2 separate regions of the Capsicum annuum genome follow, and region 1 is linked to region 2. Evidence: chromatin contacts called from public Hi-C data. All regions are on one chromosome and are shown on one strand. Each heading gives the region's core, a stretch centred on a gene start, on an enhancer-like site or on the middle of the called end of the contact. The rest is flanking DNA. Distances are from core to core; before and after follow the strand shown. Region 1 overlaps LOC107867686 (PH, RCC1 and FYVE domains-containing protein 1-like). Region 2 overlaps LOC124897557 (a long non-coding RNA gene).

Region 1 (6,464 bases), core at 3,671-6,170, 120 kb before region 2:
CTATAAGTGGGATTAGCTCCTTAAGTTTTACCTGTGCTTTTGAACTTCCAGGCTGTTTTTCGACGATATCTTCGTCCTGAAAAGGATTACTTGTCCTTCTCTCTCATTTACAATTACGGAAAAAGATCGCTTGATCTGGTTAGTTATATAGACCAAGTTTCCCTACCACGTGACTTTGTAGTTTTTTCTCTGGTTTTCATTGAGTTAACATGTATCCTGTTGTTCCAGATCTGTAAGGACAAGGTTGAGGCGGAGTTCTGGATCACTGGCCTAAAAGCTTTGATATCTTCTGGACAAGGTGGGCGCTCAAAGGTTGACGGTTGGAGTGATGGAGGCCTCTACTTTGATGTAACGCTACCTACCTAACAACTTCTTTGTTTCAATTTAAGACTGGTTTATCCTACTTATTTAATGTGTATGCTAAAGGATTGAGTATTGAGAAATCACAATTCTTAATTGACTTGGAATCATTTGCCTGTGCATGGTCTTGATTGGAGATTTAATTTGAATTGCAAATAATATTTCCATTCTGGTACTATTGTCACTATCTTAGGATGGCATCTTCCAGTTTTGAATAACACTAGTTGCAGAATGTTAATCACTTCCTTTTTCTTTGTTGTTTGGAAAATCTGTCATTTATAACGCGGTGGTCCTTTTAGAATCTGCCAAATAGCTGATCATGTGTATAAAAATTACAAGATAATAGCAGCTCTCTACTGATTGCCTGGTAGTGATGAATGCCATTCTCTAGTCCCCATTTTGGTTTATCTTGCAGACTGACTGGTGACTGGTTATATTTATCTATTTCTGTGGTTTGATGTTTATGCTAGCTTGTGATGATGTCTTCGGCATGGTATGTGTCGGAATAAAATTATAATAATATCTATGAAGTGACACTTGACAGATGGATTGTATTTTCAGGGGAAAGGTGAAAGATAATATTTGTTTGGATAGTCTGAATTTGATATTTGTAATTCTGACGAGGAATGTGTTTCATTTGGATTTGCATTAATTCATGGCTTGAATTGATTTGATCTCATCAGAGATTGGTCCTCACATTCTCTGCCCCCTCCCTTCACTACAGAAAAAAAAAGAGAAAAGATTTCAGTCTCTTTTAATCTTAAAATTGTTTTTTGTTTTAGTACTTCGTTTTGGGATGCAGTAGACATGCAAGTAATATCAAATTTCTAATGTCACTCCTCTAACTGAACAATTTTTGCAGGATAGTCGAGATTTGACATCAAATAGTCCAAGTTCTAGTTCTGTTAGTGCTACAAAAGAAATTAGCTCTCCAGACGCTTCCTTAAGTTCCAACCCTAATACTTCGCCTAAGAGCTATCAGCCTTGTAACTTTGTGCAGTCTGAAAGGTCACATGTAGCTTTGGATCAAGCAAATATGCAGAACATTCAAGCCAAAGGATCAGCTTCAGACGTGTTCCGAGTTAGTGTCTCCAGTGCCCCCAGTACTTCTAGTCATGGTTCTGCACCAGATGATTGTGATGCTTTGGGTGATGTTTATATTTGGGGTGAGGTAATATGTGATAATATTGTCAAGGTTGGACCTGAAAAAAATTCCAGTACGATGAGCACAAGGGCAGACGTGCTTGTTCCAAGACCACTGGAATCTAGTGTAGTTTTGGATGTTCATCATATAGCTTGTGGGGTCAAGCATGCTGCCCTTGTCACCAGGCAAGGTGAAATATTTACATGGGGTGAAGAATCTGGTGGCCGGCTTGGCCATGGTGTTGGGAAAGATGTCACTCAACCTCGGTTTGTTGAATCACTGTCCTTCTGCAGCATCGACTTTGTTGCATGTGGTGAGTTTCACACCTGTGCTGTTACAATGGCTGGTGAATTATATACTTGGGGGGATGGCACACACAATGCTGGGCTTCTAGGTAATGGCACTGACGTCAGCCACTGGATACCAAAGAGAATATCAGGCCCTCTGGAAGGACTTCAAGTTGCATCAGTAACATGTGGTCCATGGCATACTGCTTTAATAACATCAAATGGGCAGCTCTTCACATTTGGGGATGGAACATTTGGTGTTTTAGGCCATGGTGATAGGGAAAATGTATTGTTCCCCAGGGAGGTGAAGTCTCTGTCAGGTCTGAGGACGATTGCTGCTGCATGTGGGGTATGGCATACTGCTGCTGTAGTTGAAGTTATTGTGACACAATCTAGTGCTAGTGTTTCATCTGGAAAATTATTTACTTGGGGAGATGGAGATAAAAATCGTCTTGGACATGGTGATAAAGAACCTCGATTGGAACCTACTTGTGTACCTGCACTTATTGATTACAATTTTCACAAAATTTCTTGTGGGCATAGTTTAACTGTCTGCTTGACCACATCTGGTCATGTTTTTACAATGGGAAGTACTGTCTATGGACAACTTGGAAATCCTTATTCTGATGGCAAGTTGCCTTGCCTGGTAGAAGACAAACTTTCGGGGGAAATCGTTGAAGATATTGCTTCTGGTTCATACCATGTGGCTGTTTTGACATCCAAAAATGAGGTTTATACATGGGGTAAGGGAGCCAATGGGAGATTAGGTCATGGGGATGTAGAGGACCGGAAAGCCCCCACTTTAGTTGAAGCTTTGAAGGACAGACATGTGAAATATATTGCTTGTGGTTCTAATTACACTGCTGCGATATGTCTTCACAAATGGGTTTCTGGTGCTGAACAGTCCCAATGTTCAGCCTGTAGACAGGCTTTTGGCTTCACAAGGAAAAGACACAATTGCTACAACTGCGGCCTTGTGCATTGCCATTCATGTACTTCAAGAAAAGCAATAAGGGCAGCATTGGCCCCAAATCCAAACAAACCGTATCGTGTCTGTGATTCTTGTTTCACAAAACTGAGTAAGGTTGCTGAGATTGGAATCAATAACAGGAGAAGTGCCGGACCTCGGCTTTCTGGTGAGAACAAGGACAGGCTGGACAAGGCTGATATACGATCAGCGAAATCAGGAATGCCACCCAATCTTGATTTGATCAAGCAGCTAGATAGTAAAGCAGTCAAACAAGGAAAAAAAGCTGAGACATTTTCCTTGGGTCGTTCCTCGCAAGCTCCTTTGTTACAGCTGAAAGATGTAGTTTTGTCGACCACTGGTGATCTGCGCTGGGCAGTACCAAAACCCGTTGTGATCCAATCGGGTGTTAGTTCCAGATCTGTATCACCTTTCTCTAGGAAGCCAAGCCCACCACGCTCAGCAACACCAGTGCCTACCACAGCAGGACTTTCATTCTCCAAAAGCATTGCTGACAGTTTGAAGAAAACCAATGAGCTTTTAAATCAGGAAGTTCATAAATTGCGGGCTCAGGTATTAAAGTTTTCCCATTTGTGCTTTACATTTTGCTCAAGTTATATACTATTTCCTAGTTCCTTGTAACTGATGTGATTTATGTTGACTTAGGTCGAGAACCTGAGACATCGTTGTGAGCTTCAGGAGTTGGAGCTGCAGAAATCAACAAAAAAAGCCCAGGAAGCAATGGCTTTGGCAGCCGAGGAATCTGCCAAAAGCAAAGCTGCAAAAGAAGCTATGAAGTCTCTGATGGCACAGGTATGCTCATACACACGAACACATTCACAACAGACATACTCTCCCTCTCTCTCTATATATGTGTGGGTATATATTATTGTTTGCAAAGCTTTGTCAAATTGAAATACAATGTTGGTCAAATTTATTTAGGTGGTCTATTGCTTACTGACTAGAAATATCTTTTTGGACCTTGTTGTTTTGCTGAATATGAAGGTGTGTTGCCCTATAATTTGCTCTTTTTTACAGCTCAAAGACATGGCTGAAAGGTTGCCACCTGGGGCTTATGACATGGAGAGCCTGAAACTAGCTTACCTACCGAATGGGTTGGATGCAAATGGCATTCACTATCCTGATGCTAATGGGGAACGCCATTCGAGATCTGATTCTGTCACTAGCTCTTACATGGCCTCTCAAACCAGCATGGACTTTAATACATATGGAATGCAAAGCCCCAGCAGATACCAAAGGGATTCCAGTAGCATTGAAGCTAGTGCAAACAATCAAATTCTGACCTCCAATTGTACAGATGATCGAGCTGAAGTTAGACTGCCTAATGGTAGCGGGGCACAGGTGAGCATGAATAGTGCGTCTCAAGCCATCGATAATGAAGACGCTGAATCTTTACAAGACAATGGAAACGGATTGAAATCAAGAAATTCTCTGCCTTCTGGTAACCCTAATCAAATTGAGGCTGAATGGATTGAACAATACGAGCCTGGAGTGTATATTACCCTAATGGCTCTTCGAGATGGCACTAGAGATCTCAAACGAGTTCGCTTCAGGTAATTGTCTTGATCACTTGGCTCGAGTGATTTTTCTCAACTTACTAATGATCTACCACAGTATCATGGTCCATACACAACAAAATCTTCTATATCAGGAACAACACCAGTGGAGAATAATCAATCCACCTTTATAATATTCAAATTTTTTATCTTGGTAAATTGGCTAGTGTTACCTATTTTTGATTAATCTGTTTTGTGCTTTAGATAACATTGCTTCCAATGATTCTGACATAATAGTTGGTTCTGTTGTAATTCAATCCGCAGTCGCAGAAGATTCGGGGAGCACCAAGCTGAGACTTGGTGGTCGGAGAACCGTGAAAAAGTTTACGAGAGATATAATGTTCGTGGTTCTGACAAGTCGTCAGTTACAGGCCATGCTGCTCGGAGGTCTGAAGGGGCCCTCTCTCCATCTTCCCAGATTTAGAATTTCATTAATAGGACTGTTTTAGCTGTTTTTCTCTACGTTTTTAATACTTGTGCGGTATGCTAGTCAAATTATTGGGGGTGGGGGGGAGAGAGCCAGACCCTTCACTTCCGTTCTCACCCTATTCCACAAATTCCTCAGCCACTTTTTATGTTACTTTTTGGTTCAGTCTTATTTCTTAGGGGGTTCACCATTTAACTTATTTGTTGCTGTATTGTAGTGTATATAATAGTATCAATCAATTATATTTGTTGCCCAACAGGACCCGCATTCTTGTCCCTTTATTTTTGTTTCTGTTTCTCACTTAAGCCTAAACTGATTCTAGTAGCATAGCCAAATGATGTGGTGTAACGGATAGGTTGTTCGTCGCTATGTAGTCGGGCTAAAGATGAAGAAATGAAGAAATCCTAATAATATACAAAGCTAAAGAGCCAGCTGATGAAAATGAATTTTGGCATGATGATTTCCTTCATCTTTTCGAATGAGTTGTGGAAACATAAGAGAGGAAATTTCTCGTTGAGAAGTATCATTGGTTTCTTGACAAATCATCCCCGTTTATAGTTTTTGGCTAGCGACATTCTTTCTTAGCAAATTGTCTCGTATTTAACGTTTGATGATTAGCAAGTTAATTTTTTTTTTAAGCTTCAACATGAGTTTGGAGCTACGAACGTGGTCGAAATTTTGATGTGCTGCAGCCAGTGGATTTAGGCATTTAAAGTTTACTCATTTATGTTCTTAAAAGGAAAAAAATACATAAATTAGCATGAGTATTAAATTATAAAAAATAGCAATACTTTAATCAAATTACATTTTGTAGCATATGTATTTGTATTTTTGTAGCAGCAGTTTGCAAAAATACAAAATACATATAGATCATAAGAGCAGTAAAAATCATATGTATTTGTATTTTTGTAGCAACAGTTTGTAAAAATACAAAATACAACTTGCTATATTATGTAATTATGAAACTGTTGCTATGAAACTCATAATTAAGGGGATAAGTATGCTATTTCTGAATTTTTAAAGGAAGTGAGATAAATTTATCACTTTCGGCCTTAATTCCTTATTTTCTTGGCTTCGTGGTCTAAATTATAATTAATTGAAAATTAGATAAACAAAGAGAAAAGATCAGCCCTTCAGTAAAAGAACAGAAAAAGAGCAGTCAAAATATTCTTTAGGAGATATGGCTTTAGGAAATTTTTTACCAAAAATTACATATATACACAAGGTAATTTTACTTTATTAAATAAAATCTTATATTGGGAATTTTTTTTTACAAAAATCTCAAAGTAATTACTTAAATTGTGTTCTTTTGCTCTTTTGCCCTTATACATCCCAAATACGTGGTCTTTTGCTCTATATTGTGTTCGATATTTTCTCCATTATTGAACTCCATATTTCACGCCTAAATTTAGAAATACCGTATTTTGCTTCATTATTGTTTTTCGTTTTTTGCTCCTTATCTCAACTCCTTTATTTACGCCTTGAATCAAGCTTACGTGATCAAGAGAGTTTCAAATTTTTTCAGTTATCAACCATTAACTAAACAAAGTTCACCCTCTTCATTTAATTTTAAGTTTTTTTTCAACTTTACCAAATCAAATTTGAATTCGAATTATTCTTTGTTGCATGTCGGTACTTATCAAAGTATCCGCTTTTGTTAGTCAATACCATTGTGAAAGTTGATTTTTTTTTTTGTATTTTT
Region 2 (6,919 bases), core at 848-3,347:
CAAGAAAAAAGGGATCAGAAAATGAAGAAAAGAACTATCTTTCTCATGAAGAGGTTGCAGACAGTCTCATAGAAACCTTTGCTCCCATAAGGGAAAAAGAGTTGGATCCTATCAACAAAGAAACTAATGAGATTATCAGCAACCAAGTTCTCTCACCTAGGAAAAACATTCATAAACAAAAATCGTACTTGGTATGGATCATACCTCACACAACGTGAACGGTAAAATCTAGATGTTTTGGAAGGATGCCTACGAGTGTGAAGTAATTTCCAACAAGAAGTAGTAGAAATAACAATACAGGGAGCAATAACTTTTTTTGGATTACTGCCATTTATGCCAAATCTACAATAGCTAGGAGGAAGAAGCTATAAAAAAATCTTGCAGTCATGAGTAATAGTATCCATGGTCCATAGGTAGTTTTTGGAGATTTTAACTCTATTCTGTCTCTTGTGGAAAAGAAAGAGGGGAAGCAACACAAGTTGAGCAAGAGTCTTAACTTTATTAATCGTATTGAGAGGTGTGATCTTCATGATGCAGGGTATACAGGTAATGGATTTATATAGTGCAATGGGAGGAGGAAAAAGAAAAGAATTTGTAAAAGTCTAGATAGAGTTCTTACGAATGAATAATGGTTGTACCAATTTCAAACTACCAGAGTGGATCATAAGCCCAAAACTCGTTCTGACCATAATGTTTTACTTATGATGAATTACAACAACAATCAAGTGATTACTAATTACTTCAAATTTCTCAACTTTTGGGCACAACAATCGGGTTACAAGGAGCTGGTGGATGAGACTTGGAAGCAGAAAGTGGTTCATAAGAAGTAGACCAGGTTTGTTAAAGGTAGACTCATCACAAAGAATGTCTCTCTGGCACAAGAACTGGTATGTCTCTCTGGCACAAGAACTGGTTCACAATATCAAGCACCATGATGGTTCAGGAAACCTTATTATCAAGCTTGATATGTCAAAAGCTTATGACCTGTTGTCCTGGACTTTTCTCATCAATACTATGAAAAAAAATTAGATTCTCAGATAAAGTAACTGGCCTTATTTATAGGATTATCTCCAATAAATGGTACTCCATTATTATAAATGATACCAGATATGGTTTCTTTGATTCATCAAGAGGTGTTAAGCAAGGAGATCTACTATCCCCTGATCTTTTTATTATTGCCACATAGGTGCTTTTAAAAAATCTTACTGAGCTCCATAACTCTCCAGGCTACAAAGGTTATGCTGTGAGCCAGAAGGGCCCTCAAATTAATCATTTGTGCTATGCGGATGATCTAATTTTATTTACCTCCAGGGATAAGCAATCAGTCAAAATGATTATGAGGGGACTAAATAGCTATCAACTTTCTTCTGGATAACAAATCAACAAGGAAAAAACTACATTCTATACCTATGGATGTTTTTATAGGAGATCTAAAAGAAGGCTGAGAAGGTGGACTAGTTTCAGAGACGCTGACTTTGCTTTCACTTATTTGGGATGCCCTTTGTACGTTGGAAAGAAATTGGTTGGTTATTTTGCAGATATGGCAACCAAAGTTCTAAATAAAGTTGCAGGATGGCAAGGCAACATGTTATCAGCAGGAGGGAGGCCCATTATTACTAAGCACATTTTTCAATCCCAAATCCTCTATAATATAGCCACTTTAGTCCCTCTAAAGACCAGTACTGATCAAATAGAAATGCATCTAACCAATTTCTTCTGGGGAACCAAAGAAGGAAAGAATAATTATCACTAGAGTTCATGGGATAACATGTGTTATCCATATAATGAAGAAGGTCTTAGTTTTAAGAAAATTCAGGACATAAGCAGGATTTTTTATGCCAAAAGATGGTGGAGATTCAGAAGTGATTCGTCTATCCTAACAAATTTTCTTAATGCTAAATATTCTCCTAGATCTAATTCCATCTCAAAAATTAAAAATTCTAAAGATTCGGCCAACTGGAGAGATTTGTTGGATATTAGAGAGATGATTGAACATAATACTTTCTGGAAGCTTAGAGAGGGTAAAGTACTCTTCTGGTGGGATCAATGGTTGAGCAATGATCCTTTTCACTAATTGCTTGTTCAAACTCACAAACCTAGCAATATTTTGGTCAAACAGTTTTACCAGCACAACACTTGGAATAAGGAAGCTCTTGAAATGACCGTCCCTAGACAGATAGTTGATGAGAATTGTCACCAAGATTGAAGAAGGTCATAGGGACATGCCTATTTGGAAGCTTGAATCCAACGAAAATTTCTCATGTGCATCAGCATATCAAGCCCTTAGACAAAAGAGACCTTTTTTTCCTCAACGAGATCTAGTTTGGAATAAAACAATTCCTTTTAAAATTTCTTTGCTAATGTGGAGGCTTCTTGAGAAGAAGCTCCCACTTGAAAATTCTTTAAGAAAATTTGGTACTACTTCTAATATGGATTGGGTTTGTTGCAGGGCTCCTATCAAGGAATCCTATAACCACTTATTTACAGATGGAGAAATGGCAAGAAGATCCTGACAATGGGTTTCAAGACCACTTGATATTGACTTCAATAGTCACAATATTATTCAAATTCTAGACAACTGATGGAAAGCTAATACCAACAATGTTGTTCACAATTTGATAATAATCGTTATGCCAAATATCGTGTGTTGGGTATTGTGGAAATCAAGGTGCTAAAAAAAATTCAACAATAAAACCATTTCTAGGGCATGGGTTTACAATAAGATTTTATTTCAAACCAAGATCGCCATTGCCAAAACATTTGGTAAAATAAATAATCAATGGGGATGGAAAAGAGTATGCAATATCGCCATGGATTACAGGCCAAGGTTGACCAGTTGTATAGTCAAATGGAATAAACATGATGAGGATCTAATTTTAAACAATGATGGAAACTACATGATTAGCACAGGGAGAGCTGGAGACGGAGGAATTATTAGGAGAGAAAATGGGAATATAGTAATGGTATTCGCTAATCCTATTCATTTCTTAACTAACAATTTTAGTGTGGTAAGTGCAGCCCTCTTCGGGGTCTCTTGGTGTTATGATCAAGGATATGATAATTTTAGAATGGAACTAGACTCTATGATTATAGTCCATATGATAAAAGGAACATGCAACATTCTTTAGAATCCGATCTCCATAATAGAAGAAATTCAATAAAGAGTCCAAGAAAGAGGTATACATGTTTCACATTGCTATAGGGAAGGAGACTCAGTAGCTGATGCACTAGCAAAATATGCTACTTTCCTTAATCAAGAAGTTGTTTTTAACAATGAAGATCAACTACCAAAGAAAGTAAAAGGGGCTTGTGTAATGGATAAACTAAACATGCCATATTTCAGAATAAAGGTCACCAAACACTTAAGTTGGCACTTTGACCCACCTTGAATAGGTTACATGCTTGGATCAAAATGTTGAAAACTCTGCTGCACGTAGAATAAAATTATTAAGCTTTCTTTAGCAAGATCTTTTTTCAGACCCTAAGAGTCACCACTTTTGTAAAAGGCTAGGTAGTTTAGATCCTAGAAATAGTGTCTTTATTTCCTATCAGACTCTAGAAATATTTTGTGGTTGCTACAAATGAAGGCAAGGCACTCCACCCTCCTTGATACAATACAAACTTGAAAATACAAGAAACAGTCTCAAAATAGTCTATAAATGAAGGAAAAATCGAGGGCACACTTGAGACCAAGTCTCGGCTTTAACAACAAACAACAAGAACAATAATATGACAAGAATAACAAGGTGTTTGGACACCAAATCAGCCAATCAAACTAAGTTACAATAATAAGATGAAGAAACAAGAACAATATGATAACAACAATAAAAGACACAGTTTGAATAACAAGAACACAAACTACAAGATTACAATGAAAATAAAGGATAAATAGATAGACTACACAAAGGTATAATCTTAATAACCCAAGGAGCCTATTCCACTCTTGGACCCTTAACACCACATTCAATGATTCACATATCTCTTACGTGACACAAGATTAGATTCCACCCCTCTAACATCTACGTTTCCAAGAAAAATACAATTTCTAGTGATTCCACACTAGATTTTGTCCTAGTTTCGGCCAAACCTCTTTAGAGAGAGGACTTGATGTTTCTTGTGTCTTATTACTTACAATAATATCCAAAAACTAAGTAATGAAATCCTACATTATTCATTATATAGTGTATTACATAATAGAAACTAAAAAGACCAAAAGTCCCCTCCACTAAGGGGCGCCCATCAAGTGTTAGGAGTGGACTGATTTTGATGTGTTTTGGGCCTCATTTACACTTCAATTGCACACACCAAGTCTCTGATCCAAGTCCCATGCTCATAAGTCCATATCTATGATTATTCTTGTATCACTCCTCTTTGTTGTACAATATTTGATATTGAATAAACTAGGTAGGGGTCTACGCCTAACCCCCCACCGCTACAGGAATACCTGTGTGGTTGGTTTATATATAAAAAAACCCTCTAAGTTAGCTTTAGGATATATATAAAGTAGCTTCAAACAACTCTATCAGAATTTGAATTCTTCTTGTTGCATTCATAAAATTTCTCTGTCTACAAATGCCCCCTACTTCAAGTCTTTTTGGAGTGTAGACTTGATGAAACTCAAAGACGAGTCTTGAAATACCCAGAGAGTTTTTATTTTTACGATATTGCGGCTACAAATTTGAATATATGATTTATGAGAGAAGAGATGAGGGACAAATTTGATCCTACTGAGTGTGTCAATTTGTTTACGATAAAATTTTGTTTATGAAAAATTAAACGACCACAAACAAAATATGAAGAAATGGGAATTTCATTTGATATACAATATGTGGATATTTCGAAGGCGTGTATTTCTCAAACATATGATGATCTCTTTGTGAATATCTCATGATTTTGTGGGATATTAGAGATGCTTTTTTAAGGGAATATTCACCCCTTTATATAGATTTAATTTAGGGTTTAGCATAGAGTAGCCTCCAAGCTAGATTTACCTCAAAGACCTTGAACAGAAATTGAATTCTTCTACAAAATTTTGATCTCTAAAGATTAACCAAGAACATTGAAAAGTGTTTAATGGCTATTCTTATAGATATTTTAATTGAATCAGTGAGAAAAGATAAAATAGTGTGTATTTTCACACATAAAATTAGGAAGACTCCCAATATTGCAGTAAAAATCTATTTCTCACCTCGTGTTTTCTCAGTGAGTTGATTCGGTAAAAATCTATTTCTCACCTCGTGTTTTCTCAGTGAGTTGATTCGGTAAAAAATGAGTGAGAAAATCAAGCTTTTATAACACAAATTTTCATTAATTCAAAGTGAGAAAACCTCTATTTTTAATAGTGTGACAAATATGTACATCCAAATTCTTCATCGTTGCATTTCAAAAAATTGAAAGAATTTAAAAAAGAACACCGCCATCCTCCCTTCCTCTACCCCCACCCCACCCCGGGGTCTATTTTAGATGCAGTGTAATAGTGATCCCCATTTAATGAAGAAATGACCAAAGAATGGAAGAAAAGAGGGAAATGAGAGCATTGAATGAAAAAGAGTTATTGTTGAAAGAAGAAGAAGCATTAAATGAAGGAGGGCAGGAACACATGTTTTCTTGGACTAGCACCATTTGGTATCACAAAATGGGCCAGCAGTGTTCACTAACAATTTCTATCCATTTTTCACATAGGTGCTAGAAAACACATACTTCCTTCGTTTTGAACTAGTTGATCTTTATTGACTTGACATTTTTTTTAAAAAAATATTCATTAGGTACTTAGTTTACCAAATTAGCTTTATTAGTTATGCTTTAAAAGTATAAATGTAAATATATATACTTTATATAGTTATTTAATAGTAGGGATAATCTTGAATGAATATTTTTGGCAAGAGAGGCAACTATTTTAAAACCTGAGGGAGTAAATTAACAAAATGCATTTTATTTGTTGTTAGAAACACATAAAATGCATTTTATTTGTTGAATGCTTGCAGGTTTCTTCTTATGGTTATGGATCATCCTCTAGTATGATACATATATCGCGTGGTCAATATATATTGCGAATACGTTAGCTTTATATTGCTAGAACTTTTCAAAAATATCATCAATGCATATCGAAATCCTTCAAAAGTAATATATTTTTGAAGAATCCAACACACATACGACAATAATTATAAAGTGTTCGAGCAACTTAGCTTTAGCTCATTAACTATCTATGCGGACTCCACAAAGAACATTATACTATAGAAAAGCAAGGTATTGTTAACAGACTTTCAATCACGTTTCAAGCTCATGATATGTATTATATATTTAACTATTTTGAGTTTAGGTTCACACGTATTTTACCTTTTGGGTTATATATATATCATATTGAGCTCCAAAATGCGTATGTCATCTTGAGTTATGCCTTTTCATTTTTTTTAACTTTCCTCACCATTCTTACATGGTATTCACCTAAAGTATCATGTGCACCTCATATTCAGAAGCTTAACAGTCTGCAATTAATTCTGCTAGACCCACTTTCATCATATGCCCTTCGTCGGGGCATCACATATAATCTGTTACGGACTCAGCGTCCTCACATAAGTTTGATCCAACATCGTGGCGATGTAGTCATATTCTAATATCATATTTGCCATGATCCAAACTCATTGCAATGCGTATAATCCGCTTTACACCTAGGTCCAAAGAAAAAAAAGAATGGGAAAGAGAACGTTCGCTCCCTATCTTTATTTCTATTACTTCTTTCGTTCAATAATACTTGTTCATTATTGACTTAACACATATTTTAAGAAACGATAAATAATGAAGATAATTTTACTTTATTACACTTTGAGTATAATAAATTTAATATTTTGAGAAAAACATTGAATAATTGAATAGTGTTTAATAGTAAGCGTAAAATAGAACACAAATGAATAACTTATCC

The links. A called contact is a pair of places that touch in the nucleus more often than the background predicts.
Region 1: a contact with region 2 is called in a Hi-C map of bud, with 4 times the contacts expected there. The contact joins two enhancer-like sites. A contact is called at or near these places in 3 of 5 Hi-C or Micro-C datasets (bud, leaf and placenta).

What each region holds. Positions count from the first base shown.
Region 1 is chr4:178,553,082-178,559,545 of UCD10Xv1.1, reverse strand. It overlaps LOC107867686 (PH, RCC1 and FYVE domains-containing protein 1-like), which reads left to right. Exons shown (of 9, transcript XM_016714037.2): 4 at 52-138; 5 at 229-348; 6 at 1,223-3,331; 7 at 3,425-3,571; 8 at 3,797-4,332; 9 at 4,600-5,018. The coding sequence ends at 4,759. Among protein-coding and RNA genes, the nearest start is that of LOC107867686, 7.9 kb to the left of the region's middle. Within about 2 kb of position 4,920, at least 4 of the 5 cell types and tissues checked have an H3K27ac peak or open chromatin away from gene starts, as enhancers often do. A contact at or near this core is called in bud and leaf, where this site is marked.
Region 2 is chr4:178,428,814-178,435,732 of UCD10Xv1.1, reverse strand. LOC124897557 (a long non-coding RNA gene) reads left to right here. Exons shown (of 2, transcript XR_007054297.1): 2 at 2,450-2,638. Among protein-coding and RNA genes, the nearest start is that of LOC124897557, 5.4 kb to the left of the region's middle. Within about 2 kb of position 2,097, at least 4 of the 5 cell types and tissues checked have an H3K27ac peak or open chromatin away from gene starts, as enhancers often do. A contact at or near this core is called in bud and leaf, where this site is marked.